Regions from separate parts of the Mus musculus genome. Here region 1 is linked to region 2. Evidence: chromatin contacts called from public promoter capture Hi-C data. All regions are on one chromosome and are shown on one strand. The core of a region is the stretch at or near the end of the contact, and the rest is flanking DNA. Distances in the headings are between cores, read along the strand shown.

The links. Promoter capture Hi-C pulls out the DNA fragments that hold promoters and counts their contacts.
Region 1: a promoter capture Hi-C map of hippocampal neurons shows a contact between it and region 2, with 3 times the contacts expected there. The contact joins the promoter of Sacs here to the enhancer-like site in region 2. A contact is called at or near these places in 3 of 39 promoter capture datasets (hippocampal neurons, liver and pre-B cells) and 1 of 115 datasets of contacts at active chromatin or transcription factors (embryonic stem cells).

What each region holds. Positions count from the first base shown.
Region 1 is chr14:61,134,014-61,140,429 of GRCm38.p6, reverse strand. Sacs (sacsin) reads right to left here and starts at 1,973. Exons shown (of 10, transcript NM_015788.2): 1 at 1,659-1,973.
Region 2 is chr14:60,453,392-60,460,241 of GRCm38.p6, reverse strand. No RefSeq gene overlaps it. Among named protein-coding and RNA genes, the nearest start is that of Amer2, 79 kb to the right of the region's middle. Within about 2 kb of position 3,296, at least 2 of the 459 cell types and tissues checked have an H3K27ac peak or open chromatin away from gene starts, as enhancers often do. A contact at or near this core is called in hippocampal neurons, where this site is marked.

The sequences.
Region 1 (6,416 bases), core at 724-3,223, 680 kb before region 2:
GGGGGACATGGCCAGTATAGTCATTGTTACTGCTACCATGATGTGTTTAGGGGAAGGTATGCAAGAGGAATCAGCCTCCCTTCCCCTCAGAGAACAGCCCTATGGCAGCAAGGAAGTTCTAGCTCCGCATTCATAGGCCAAAGGTATGAGAACATTTAGCCCAAAGCAAAGGCTGTTTAAGAGGCACTCAGCCAAAAGTACATTTATAAATTCAGTTTTTGAGGGAACACTAATAAATGAAGCTATTTGGTGTGTTTCATAGATTGAGTGAGTAGATGTATGTGTGGTTGGATGGATGGATAGATGGATGGATGGATGGATGGATGGATGGATGGATGGGGTGGAATGGGTTGGAAATGAGTCAAATACTCACTAGCAACACACTGCTTAGTCTAAGCTAGCTATCTTCACAAACATTTGATGTCTCAATGATACCACCATCATCTGAGCAATGACCATCAGTGTCTTGGACAGAAGAGAAACTGAGGCACCAATTGTTAGCGACTTCTAAGGGGCTGTGGCAGGAAGGTCCAGTTGAGCTGACATTTGAGCACAGGGCTGCTGAGGGCCAGTCCGGCCCAAAGCAAAGGACTCCTGTCAGCTGTCCTTGTTCTTCAAAAGCTGTGACTGAGCTTTTCTTCTGACAGGAAGAACGGGAAACATCGGAACAGCGGTCAACGGTTCTTACTGCTGCTCTCACAGGATGAGCACAACAGCAGGGACGCAGGAAGATGGTGTAAGCTAGCTTGCTTCCTTTGAAAGGGACTTAGACAGAGTCTTAAGGATCATGGGTGCGGGAGGGAGCAGCTTGGGCAGCCAAAAGCCAAAAGCCAAGGATAAAGAAGACAAGGGACCACACAGAATGGGGCTAACTGTCAAGGCAAAGGAAAGAGAGCTGGTTAGTCTTCCGCAACACTCAGGGGATGTGAACATGAGAACCTCACACTGTCCTAGTTCTTACCTGGCTGCCAGTGGGTGCTTGTAAAACTCGTCATAAGACAAATAAATGGGGGCTGATCGTGAATTACTTCTGTACTGGTTGGTGCAGGAGTAAAGAGACCAATATGGGGTTGTGGCAGCTTATGCTTGGAAAACACCTGGAACCAGCCCCCATCCTGGCTGGTTCAAATGGAAGAGGCTTTTTACCATTTTCAGAGACACAGGGAGTAAGATTAAAGCTAAAATTATCAGCATATCAGCCTCAAAGGCAATACTCCCCACTGACCTTGTTTTAAGAAAAACGCAGGCAAGCAAAAAAGGACAGCAGAGTAGGAGAGAACTTTGCTAAAATCACAGAACTCTTTCTAAGAATTTAATTATTTCCTGGAATGAAATGAAATAAGGAGAATTTTTTTTTGTCATAAGGCTTTCGAGTATTATTAAATAAGGTAACTGAGAACTGGCTGGTTGAGAATATGAGGTTAAAATTAGAGCGATTGCAGATTAAGTAATAAACTATTCTGAGAATGCCACTGTATAAATACCAATAGTCCGGACCCCACTCTGCATAACAGCAGCGAACCCATTATGACCACTCTCTGCAACTTGGAGTGGAAATTAAAAAGACAAAGCCTGCAGTCAGAGCCCCTCTGGAACTAAGATGAGGAGGTAGAGCGGGACCCACCCTACCCAAGGATGCCAAGGTAGCAACTCCTCACCCGTGCGCTGTGGCACTACACGCCAGAGCTGCTCTGTCTTCCTTGGGGGCGAAGATGCAGAGGACAGTGGTCCACGGCCCAGCTGGAGCAGCAGCAGCTGTAGCAGCGACCGCACCACCCGGCTCCAGCGGGTCGCAACGCCCGATGTAGCTGTTCCTAGACTAGACGCAGTCCGCAGTCCGAGGGACCCTCAGAGTCTCACGGTGGCCATCATCAACCTGGTTGTCCGGCCTTTGTGTGCCTTTTGTACCAACAACAAACAAGTCCCAGCCAGCGTTACTGCCACTGCATTCAGCGCAGGGCCGGGAGAGTGCGGCAGTCACAGCTCCCCCTACCTAGCTCACTGCTCTCTTTTTTTAAATTAAAGAGATAGCATATCAGCTTCAAAGAATGCCATAATGCCACACACCCAGTGTTGTGGATCACTGAGGTAAAAAGTCACGATGGGAGCTTTATTATTATTTTTGTTGTTTTCCAGAGATTAATTTTATGGAAGGCATACGGCTTAAAACAAAGTCATTCCCCATAGAAGGTTGGTGCTAGGGGCTTGGTATGGGCCTCCTCAGCCCCATAAAGAGTTCTGAATAGACTCTGCCCGGTCTGAAGACAGGAGGATTAAGCGCTCAAGATCAGCCGCCTTTACATAGTGAGTTCAAGGATAGCTGGTCTCAAAATGGATGAATGGATGGATGGATGACAGACAGGTGATAGCCATATGATAGTAACAGCAGCACATGCCCAGATAAAACAGCATACACAGTGCCTTTGTTCATTGTCATTGTGGACATGAGATTCCAAATAAGTATCAAAAAATCAAAAATTCACTCAAAATGTGCTGTGTGTTGTAAAATGTTCTACAGTTGCAATCTGATGCCAGTGTTAATTCAGTGTTTCTGTCAGTTTAGTAATGGGGACACTGAGGCAATAAACCAGGGCACGGCATCTCTACGGCACCAAGCTTTGTGTGCAGCCCCGGTCCTCTGCCCTTGCGTGGGCTGTGCTCTAGTTACAGCATCAGGACCAACATCCTCCAGCATCCTATGAATGGGGAGTGTACACCAGCTAGAGCTTCAGAAGATTGGAGGCTCCTGTTTGCTGCACCCTTGGGGAAATTACCTAATTCAGCTCAGCCATACAGGCTCCAATGATGTCCCTGGGGAGAGGCACCGACTTCAGAAAGGGCAATCCACTTTGTCTGCTTTGCTGTAGTCTCGCCCTTCCCAGGGGACCACTGAAGATACCAAATCTAATAGCATTTCTTCCACACCACAGACTCCTATTAGTCATCCCTCGGAATCCATGGGAATTGCTTTCTTGAAGCTGCCAAAACCCAAAGATGCTCAAGGTCCTGATCTTAAAAGGGCATTAGAGAGCTGTGTTTGGAATGGCACAGTGGGCAAGGCCACTTTTTGCACAAACATGAGTACCTTAGTTCAAATGCCTAGTACCTACAACAAGTGTTGTGGGGCCGTGTGCCATAGCTCAATAATGTTAAGACAGGTAGAGTTTTCTGTCTCCTGAAGTCTCCCAGATCAGTAAGAGACCCTGTCTCAAGGAGATAAGACAGAGGTCTCCCACTGGCTTTGGAGTACACTCCTGTAAATATATATATATATATATATATATATATATATATATATATATATATATACATACATACATATACACACACAGTGTTGGTGGGGTGTAAATAAATAAATAAATAAATAAATAAATATATAAATGCTGAGGTTGCTATGCTAAACTGCAGCCAGGAAGAGAACTAGGTCCTTTGTACAAGAGGGCTGCCCCGCTAGAGGCAACTCTAAGCTCAGAGAACAGTGAAATCCAGGAGGCTGGGAGGGGTACCGAAGGTTGGAAAGAGAAAGGAATGATGGGACAAGAGCTAAAGTGTTGCCTTGAAAGGTAATTTGTAAGAGACACAGAAGGTAATCTTTAAAAAAAAATTTAAAAATTAGGCGAGATGGCTCAGCAAGTAAAGGTGCTTGCAGCCAAGCCTGGCCGTCTGAGTTCAATTCCCAGGACACACAGAATGGAAGAAGAAGTTAAAACCAATTCCTCAAAGTTGTCCTCTGACCTTTGCATATGCACTGTAATGCACACACACACACACACACACACACACACACACACACACACACGTACACACAATCAGCCAATCAACCAATTAGCACGTAAATGTAAAAGAAAATCTATTTTTTAAAAATCAAACTGCTTAATTTAAAGAAATTCTGCCACAGATTATGCAGTGTGACTCTTTTCAATTTAATGTTTTAAAACTCTGATTTCTCCTTTATACATTTGAAGTTAAGGTTCAGGATCATTCGAAATATGACACAATACTAATTATATTTAGGTTACATCTTGATTTTTTTTGTTTTTTGTTTTCTTTCTCTTTTTTATTAGATATTTTCTTTATTTATATTTTAAATGTTATCCCCTTTCCTAGTTTCCCCTCCAAAAATCCCCTATCCTCTCCCCCCTCCCCCTGCTCCTCAACCCACCCACTCCCGCTTCCTGACCCAGGCATTCCCCTCTACTGGGGCATAGAACCTTCACAGGACCAAGGGCCTCTCCTCCCATTGATGACCCAGTAGGCCATCCTCTGCTACATATGCAGCTAGAGCCACGAGTCCTTCCATGTGTTTTCTTTGATTGGTGGTTTAGTCCAAGGGAGCTCTGGGCTTATTGGTTAGTTCATATTGTTGTTTCTCCTAGGGAGCTGCAAAACCCTTCAGCTCCTTGGGTCCTTTCTCTAGCTCCTTCACTGAGGACCCTGTGCTCCATCTAGTGAATGACTGTGAGCATCCACTTCTGTATTAGTCAGGCACTGGCAGAGCCTCTCAGGAGATAGCTGGTACAACCACTCTGGAAATCAGTCTAGCAGTTCCTCAGAAAATTGGACATAGTTCTACTGGAAGATCCAGCAATACCATTCCTGGGCATATACCCAGAAGATGCTCCAACTTGTAATAAGGGCACATGCTTCACTATGTTCATAGCAGCCTTATTTATAATAGCCAGAAGCTGGAAAGATCCCAGATGCCCCTCAACAGAGGAATGGATACAGAAAATGTGGTACATTTACACAATGGAATACTACTCAATTATTAAAAACAATGAATTCATGAATTCTTAGACAAATGGATGGATCTGGAGAATATCATCCTGAGTGACGTAGCCCAATCACAAAAGAACACACATGATATGCACTCACTGATAAGTGGATATTAGCCCAGAAGCTCAGAACACCCAACATCTTGATGTTTTTCTGTCGCTGTAACAGAATATCCAAGAGTGAGTAATTTATAAAAGAAGCAATTACTTGGCTGGTTTCTGAGGCTGTAAAGAACATCACTCCGTGGTCCACCTGGCAAGGCTCTCTGCTGCTCTGGCTGGGGGTGGGGTGCACGGACCCCAGATGGCTCAAGCACAAAGGGGCAGAGCTCTCCACAAGAGAGAAACTTAACTGACCGACGGAATTCTGCCCCCACGACCCAAGGCCTCCACTAGGCGCCACTCCCAAGCTTCTTCATTGAGAACTGGAGGCTTGGTTTCTTTGGGAACAAAGTTTTCAAATCAGAGCAGCTTACAGAGCTTCAGTTCTTCCTGGTTGCTGTCCTAAAACGCCCTCCCGAAAGCAGCTTGAGGGAGAAAGGGTTTATCCTGGCTCACAGTTTGAGGCTGCAGTTTGCTGGGTCTCAAAGAAGCCTGGGCAAGGCTCCTTTGGTCCAGGTGACTCCTCCCTCAGTCCAGCTGGCTCCTCCCAGCACTTCTCCCCCTCCCCATACTCAAACCCTCCCCAGCCCAGGAACCGGGCTTCCACTTCTCTTGCCTGAATACCTCAGCCATTTTGGCTATGTGCTCTCTTGGCTCTTGGCTAGCTCCACTCCTAAATCTCTCTTGGCCCATGTGTATGCCCTTTCTCTTCCTCTTCCTCTTCACTCCTCCCCTCCCCTCCTCATGGCTCAGTTCAGCCTGGACCCTTCCAGATGCCTCTGGCTGCTCTTTCCCTCATATCTACAACAGACCTCCTCCTCAACCCTACCCAGAAGCAGTGATGTCGTCCTTTTCGCCCCAGTGCATCATGAAGGGGACGCCCTGGTGGTAGGGGATTGAGGCAGCTGCTCACATGGAATCTGCTGTCAGGAAGCTGAAAACAATGGATGAACAATGATATGCTTTCCCCTCTTAATGCAGTCTAGGACCCAAACCCAGGGAATGGTACCACCCCCTTAATTAACCTAATCCCCCTATCCCACCCCCTGCACAGGCATGACAAAAGGCTTGTGGCCTAGGTGATTCACAGCCCTGTCTGTTTGAGAGTAAATGCAACTGGGTGAGTATGGATAGGACTTTGTGCAGAATGCCCTCGTGACCCCTACCCTAATGGGCATCCCTGCACACATCATCTATCCCGTGTTGGCTGTCATTGTCCTGGGACAGGTGGCCTAACTGCAGAAGCACGGGTGATTCCAAATGCTTCTCCACTGCCTTTAATATACACCGTAACCACCAGAGGTCTGTTCAATGGACAGACCTCCCAAGAACTCTGGGGACAGATAGGAAGGACAATCCCAGGCTCAGCCCACATCTACCCTCACAGGTACTGGCAACCATTCACTCTTGGGACTTGGGCCATCCTTCATCTGGGTGTGCTGTTGGCAATCAAACATCTAGGCTTTTTCTTACCTGATGGCTATTATGTCATGCTGCTCACTACAAGGACACCACGGATGGGCATTTGTGTTTCAAGTC
Region 2 (6,850 bases), core at 2,047-4,546:
TCTCCTAGCACGTGAACACTCTGTGTTGAAATGTGTTGTAAATATAACTTTCACACTTGATTACCAAGACATAATTTAAAAAAATAACTTAAATGATTAATTAATTTTATATTAATTACACGATAAAATAATTTTCCTTTGAATGAATTCATTAAGAATGTTATAACTATTAATGTTGGTTGTTATAAATGATTAAATTTTTTTTACTTGTTTATTTATTTGTGTGTGTGTGTGTGTGTGTGTTTTGTCAACTTGACACAAGTTAGGGTCATCTGGGAAGAGGAAACCTCAGTTGAGAAAATGCCTCCATTGATTGGCCTGTGAGCAACTCTGTGGAGCCTTTTCTTGATTAGTGGTTGGTGTGAGATGGCCCATCTGATTATGGGTGGTAACACCCCTGGGCAGGTGATTCTGAGCTGTATAAGTAAGCACGCTGAGAGAGCCATGGCGAGCAATCCAGTAAGCAGCACTCCTCCATGGCCTCTGCTTCAGTTCCAGCCTCTGGGTTCCTACCTTGAGCTCCTGCTCTGACTTCCTTGATGGTGAACTGTGACATGGAAGTGTAAGAAGAAATAAACCCTTCCCTCCCCAAGTAGCTCTTGATTATGGTATTTATCACACAGTAGAAAGCAATGAAGACATCAATATATATATATATATGTATATATGTATATATATACATATACATATGTATATGTATATGTATGTATATATATATATATGTGTGTGTGTGTGTGTGTGTTTTGAGATAGGATTTCTCTGTGTAGCCCTGGCTGTCCTGGAACTCACTCTGTAGACCAGGCTGGCCTTGAACTCAGAAATCCACCTGCCTCTGCCTCTCAAGTGCTGGGATTAAAGGCATGCGCCACCATTGCCCAGCACCATCTATATATTTTTAAAGGTATTATTCATAATACATAAAGAAATTTCATCTGATAAGAAACAGTTTAGACAAAAACACTGTCAGTGTCCTGGCCAGTGACATCCTGAGTCTGTTCCCCTGTGGACCTCTTGCCACCAGGATGAGTATTGGGTGGTATTGGTTATCATTTTCTTTCAGTAGGAGGTCCTTTTCTTTTTCTTTTTCTTTTTCTTTTTCTTTTTCTTTTTCTTTTTCTTTTTCTTTCTTTTTCTTTTCTTTTTTAAAGGGTACCACACATTACTTTTAAAGGTATTTATTATTTTATGTTTTAAAAAACATTTATTTAATTGCTTTTACTTATGTGAATGTGTGTGAGAGTTTTTGCCATGTGTGCAGGTCCATGGAGGCCAGAAATGGTTGTCAGATCCCCTGAAGCTGGAGTTACAGGCAGTTGTGAGCTGCCTAGCATGGTTGTGGGGAACCAAATTCTGGCCCTCTGGAAGAACAACACATGCTCTTAATTTCTGAGCCATGTCTCCAGGTTCCCCACCACCACCACACACACAGAGTATTTACTTTTTAAAACTGTATCAGTATGCACACAACTGAAGTTACTACCATTGTTCACTGTTTATAAGTGTGGAGTTTGAGGAAATAAGTTCAACTGCCTTGTGTGCTGTCCTTGCCACCATCCTGAGCTAGAACTGCACATTCCCCAGCCCCAGTAGCCACTCTGTCCCTCTGAACTTATACTAGGAGGCCAATCCTACTTGAAAAAAATAATATATTGCATTTACCAATGTGGCTTCCCACAAGTCTTCACAGTGATGATTGCTCCCTATAACAGCTGTTGAGTCAAGTGGTAGGTTCTAGATTTTTCACACCATCCATAGTGCTTTTTTTAACGTGCTTTTTATTTGTTTGTTTGTTTTTAATACTGTATTGTACTATATAGCTCAGGCTAGCCTCACACTTGTGACCCTTCTGTCTCTGCCTTTGAAGAGTGGTAACTATAGAGATTTGCATATGGCCTTGTGTACACGTCTTGGTGAGCATTAGATGTGGACAATATTTACTTGGGGTGGCTTCTTTTAACATGTTTTAGCATTGACGGAACTGGACAGCTGACAGAGAAATGTTAACTGGTTGGTGTCATCTTCAGCAGTCCTGTGATATGATTGCATGTGACACTCACTCTCTGACAGAGCCTCAGGCTCTCGCTTTCAGAGGCTGCCCTGTCATTTCATGGACTGGCCTCTTCATAGATATCACTTCCCATCACCCACCAACTGGCACAGGGTACCACTGGCTAGGACAGCTCTAGAAAGGGGCCATGGCAGTGCACACTAACAATGCTGATAAGCCTCTCTGGGTGCCAGGAGAGGTGGCGAGGGAGGGACATAAGGAAATCTCATCTATCAAAGCAGGAGGTCAATGGTGGCTGACGACTGGATAAAACAAGAATTAACATGCCCAGTTGTCATTAGAGAAAAACAAAGACCAGGCATACTGACAGCCACTAAGTGATAGCCTCTGTGGGTGGGGCCAAGCACAGCTTCTGGCCAATCAGAGTTTTAAAGCTGTGTGCTTGTTTATTTTGGTCTCACCTAACTAACTAGTAACTATCATATAATCGTTAAATATTGCTGGATTCATAATAGCTATCTTGCTTATATTTCTTATAAATATGATTCTGTATAGGCCTGACATTCTCAATGAAAAAAAATAATAATTTCTACATTAGCAGACATATACTGGGAAATACCTCAGAAAAGGTAGAGAAATGTTTAGGAAAAAAATAAAATGAAAATTATCTTTCTCCTTTCTACTTTATTAACATACACTTTATGTGTGTTTTAATATGTTCCATGTACTGTTTAATATGTATTTCTATATATTTTCTGTATTTATATTATTTCATACTATATTATTACTTACAACACAATAAGTAATTATGCTATAATGTAGTTATATAAAATGCACAATAAATATATGCTTATAAGCATAATTAACATGTTAATAATAGATTATTGTATACAATACATTTTAATAAGATCAGACAGAATCCCTATGTCTACTGTGGGTTTTATATGCATAAGTATTTAACCTTAATATTGGAACCTAATGTAGCTAACATATTTAAATAATTGACAAAATAATTCTGTTCACGGAAACCCTTTTACAAAAGTCCAGTCCTGCAAATAATTTAAAAATTAAATGTATGCCTAGCTTTTCAGGAATGCAGCTGTCATTTCAAGGATGTGGGCTTGTACACAGCACCCCTAAGAAAGGTGCGATTACTTAAAAATGGGTGAGAGCTTTCTGCCTCATTAATGGTTGCAAACTGTTCTTTCTCAGACAGGCAGCAGAACCAGCCTGTTTCCATGTATAAACTCACGGGAGAGCAGATCCGGAGAGGGAGCCGAGTCTCCTCCCCTGCAGATGCCGAGGTTTGAGTGCACGCTCGGCAGGAACAGAATGCAGAGAGACTCGTCAAGGCCAGACTTCTTAAAGACCTGGATAGGAAATTGGTAACTTCATCTTCCAGTTGCAATCCTGTGTCCTGGGTCAGTCATGCTCTCGAATGAAGACTAAACAGTAAATTAATTGTGGTGATTCAGGCTTTTAATCCCAGCGCTCGCAAGGTAGCAGGTGGACCTGTGAGTTCCAGGCCAGCCTGTTCTACACAGCAAGCACCAGACCAGCCAAATCTACAAAGAGAGACCCACTCTTAAAAAAAACAAAAACAAAAACAAGGGGTTAAGAGATGACTCAGAGGTTAAGGCCACTGACTGCTCTTCCAAAGGTCAATTTCCAGCAACCTTTATAAGAGTTGTGGTGGTGGGTGTTGTGCCACTATTGTACCAGGGTATCATACAGGCAGTCACCACTCTAAACCTTGGGATTCATAGCTGGGTTGGTAGGTTTTGTCTAGCACTGTGCAACTTACCTTCAAGTGCCATAAACACTACTAGTCAGTAGGAGTGAAGGCTCTAGTTAGGCACCAGCTCAAAATTCTTCAACTATGTGTGTGTGTGTCTCTCTGTGTGTGTGTGTGTGTGTGTGTTGTTGTTGTTTCAGCAATAGGACCTTACCATCAGCTTGTAGAAAACAACCAATACACTTGGCAATGATCTAAGGTATTTAAGGATTTTTTCATTGGGGCCCTTTGGTCAACTACACAATGAGATGTAACCTACTCCTGGAGGTTTCCCTTTGTGTCATAAGATGTCTAGTTGTCATTGATTTCTTGCCTATGCTTTGAACAGCCCTCTTTACTCACATGTACTGTAACTATATAGTCCTCCCTTTTCTCTCTTTATCTACACCATCTCCAGAGCCTTGCTATCTCCACTTAACATTGTGGAGCATCAGTGCACACAACAGAGCCTTGGTATTTGCTTAGGTTATAAAATACTGCACTGTGCCACACTCCTAGTAGGATTCACCCCACCAGCCCTCATTGGGTACTTGAAGAGTTGTTCCCAGTTTTCCGTCTGGAGGGTTTGCTTTTCCTTACAATGCTGCAGTAGAAATTCTGCACAGAAACAATTTTGAATGTGCAGAAACATTCATCGACTACATATCCAGGAATAGAAGAACTCAATCAAAAAATAAAGTGTTTGAGTTTGGACAGATGATGCCACTATTTTCCTTGGAGCTGGCTCAGGTTACAGTCTGACCAGCTGTGCTTGGCACAATCAGAAGGTCGCTGGAAGTCCGTATTACACCCCCTCCTTCTCCAGACAGAACACACTCTCTGATTAGGAGGCATCCATTTTTATGTCCAGAATTCCTTTGTGTTTCTTCTCTGTTATCTGTCTGTTCTTCTGGCCACTTTTCTATAGGACAGGCTGTCCCCTGTCTTGTGTGATTTCTAAGCACACATTATTTTATCCCCAGTTCATCCCTAGCATGTATCTAAGCTTCGGTTGGGTTATATGAATCTTTCCTTTTATTCACACTTACAGCAAACAAAGCAATTAAGAATATCTGTTGGCATTACATCTCTAAGTGTGAAGAACCGCCATCTTCAAGTTACCAAAACTTCTCAGCCAAGTGCACAGCTTTCTTCACTTTGTCCAGGGTTCTGTTGATTTCCTTGTATTATTCCTGTGCCTCTGTGATTTCTTGTTCAGTAATTCTAACAGATTTCTCGTTATCGCTATTAGCAGTGGACTATACTCAGTCAAATTTCCAGACAGAAACACATGACCCCACTTGATTGGGTAAGGTAGAGTCTACAAACATGTAACTAAGCAAGAAAATTCAGGGGCAGCTTGGCAGCTTTACACCAATCATCAGTGCCGGCCTCTCATCCTACACTGTGGCAGGAATGATTGAGGAAGAGGAGTTACAGTGACAGAGTCCACCAGAAAGGAGCTGTACCCATGGTTCAGGAACATGCTAGACTGCTGTGATCCCACCAGGGACCTCTGCATGGAAAAGGAGAGGAATACTGCGTCCGGTTGCTCACTAAGGAATGTGCTCCCTGCTTCTGGTTGCTCACTGAGGAATTTGCTCCCTGCTTCCAGTTGCTCATTCTGAGACCCTCTATTGCACTTCCCACTGCTCAAACTCCATACAAGGCAAGAACGTGAGCGAGTCCACTGACAGTACAACTATGTCTTCCTGGGCATGCAGCAGATGGAGTTAGTAGGAATAACGCTAGAGGCTAAACTGTGTCCAACTTGATATTCTTTTTTCCACAGAAACTACTGGCTGATATTTTATATTTGAAAGACATTTATTTTTACGTATTTTAAGGTGCAATTTTCATCCAGTAAACCTCAAAGATTTTAAGAGAATAATTCAATAATATTTATAATATATGCAGCTATGAACTCTCCACAAAAATGGAAATTTATGTGTGCTCCTTCGGGCCATCTGTCTTCCCCAACCTGGGCATAAGAAAACATTTTACCAGATTTGTTTCACTATAATTTAGTCTTTTATAAATTTTCATATAAATTTTTTGGGGGTCTGGCTTCTTTCATTTTACCTGAAAGTTTTGAGTTAATCAAAAAGTTTGTCATATGGCCATGCTTGGTGGCACACACCTTTAATCTCAGCACTCCAGAGGCAGAGGCGGGCATATCTCTATGAGTTCAAGGCCAGCCAGGTCTATATAGAGAATTCCAAGCCAGACAAAGCTGCATAGTAGGAACTTGTTTCAAACAAACAAACAAACAAACAACAAATTGACAAAGATGGCTGCACACACCAGAAATTTATTATGACATTTTGATAGTATCCTCCATGATCTGATGTGTGACCCTTTATTCTCAGTGAATAAGGTTGTGAATCGGGGGCTATCTTGATTGTTTCCAGTCTGGAACCACTAAAAATAATGTCACAGAGTCCTGCCTTCAGTGTTTGTATGTGAATCCATACATATTTGCTCTTTGCTACAGAACTAGCCAAATGGTGTGCATTTTCCATTACTTACTGGCTTTTTTCATGTGCTCTTTTGGAAAATGTCTGTTCAGTTTTTTGAAATAGTCGTTTGCCCTTTTATAAGTAAGTTCCCGTAGTTCTTTATATGTAGGACAAGGACCTTTGTTAGATATGTGCTTTACTTTTTTCTTCTTATTTATTTATTTTTTAAAGAGAGCTGTCAATAAAATTTTAGAGGCAACGGCCCCAGTCAGAGCCGTTGAGGAGAGAGCGAAGCGTAGGATCGTCACCCATGTTGCACACAGGCCTTGGCTTCTGCTTCAGCACGAGGTCATGGATTTTATCTGCAGCACGGTCATTTTTGCTATTTTCTTTTAAAAAAATATTCAATTATGGTTTCTATTTTCCTCTTCTAATGAATTATTCAAGAGAATTTAAAGCACTTCCAGAGACTAGAGGCACGGCTCCGTGACAGAAGGCTTGCCTGGGCTTTGTTCATCACCACCTCTGAAAAAAAATCTAATTGAAAGATTATTTTACAATTTCTCCTTTTGTCAGAAATTATTATTTTATTGTATTGTAACCAAAAAA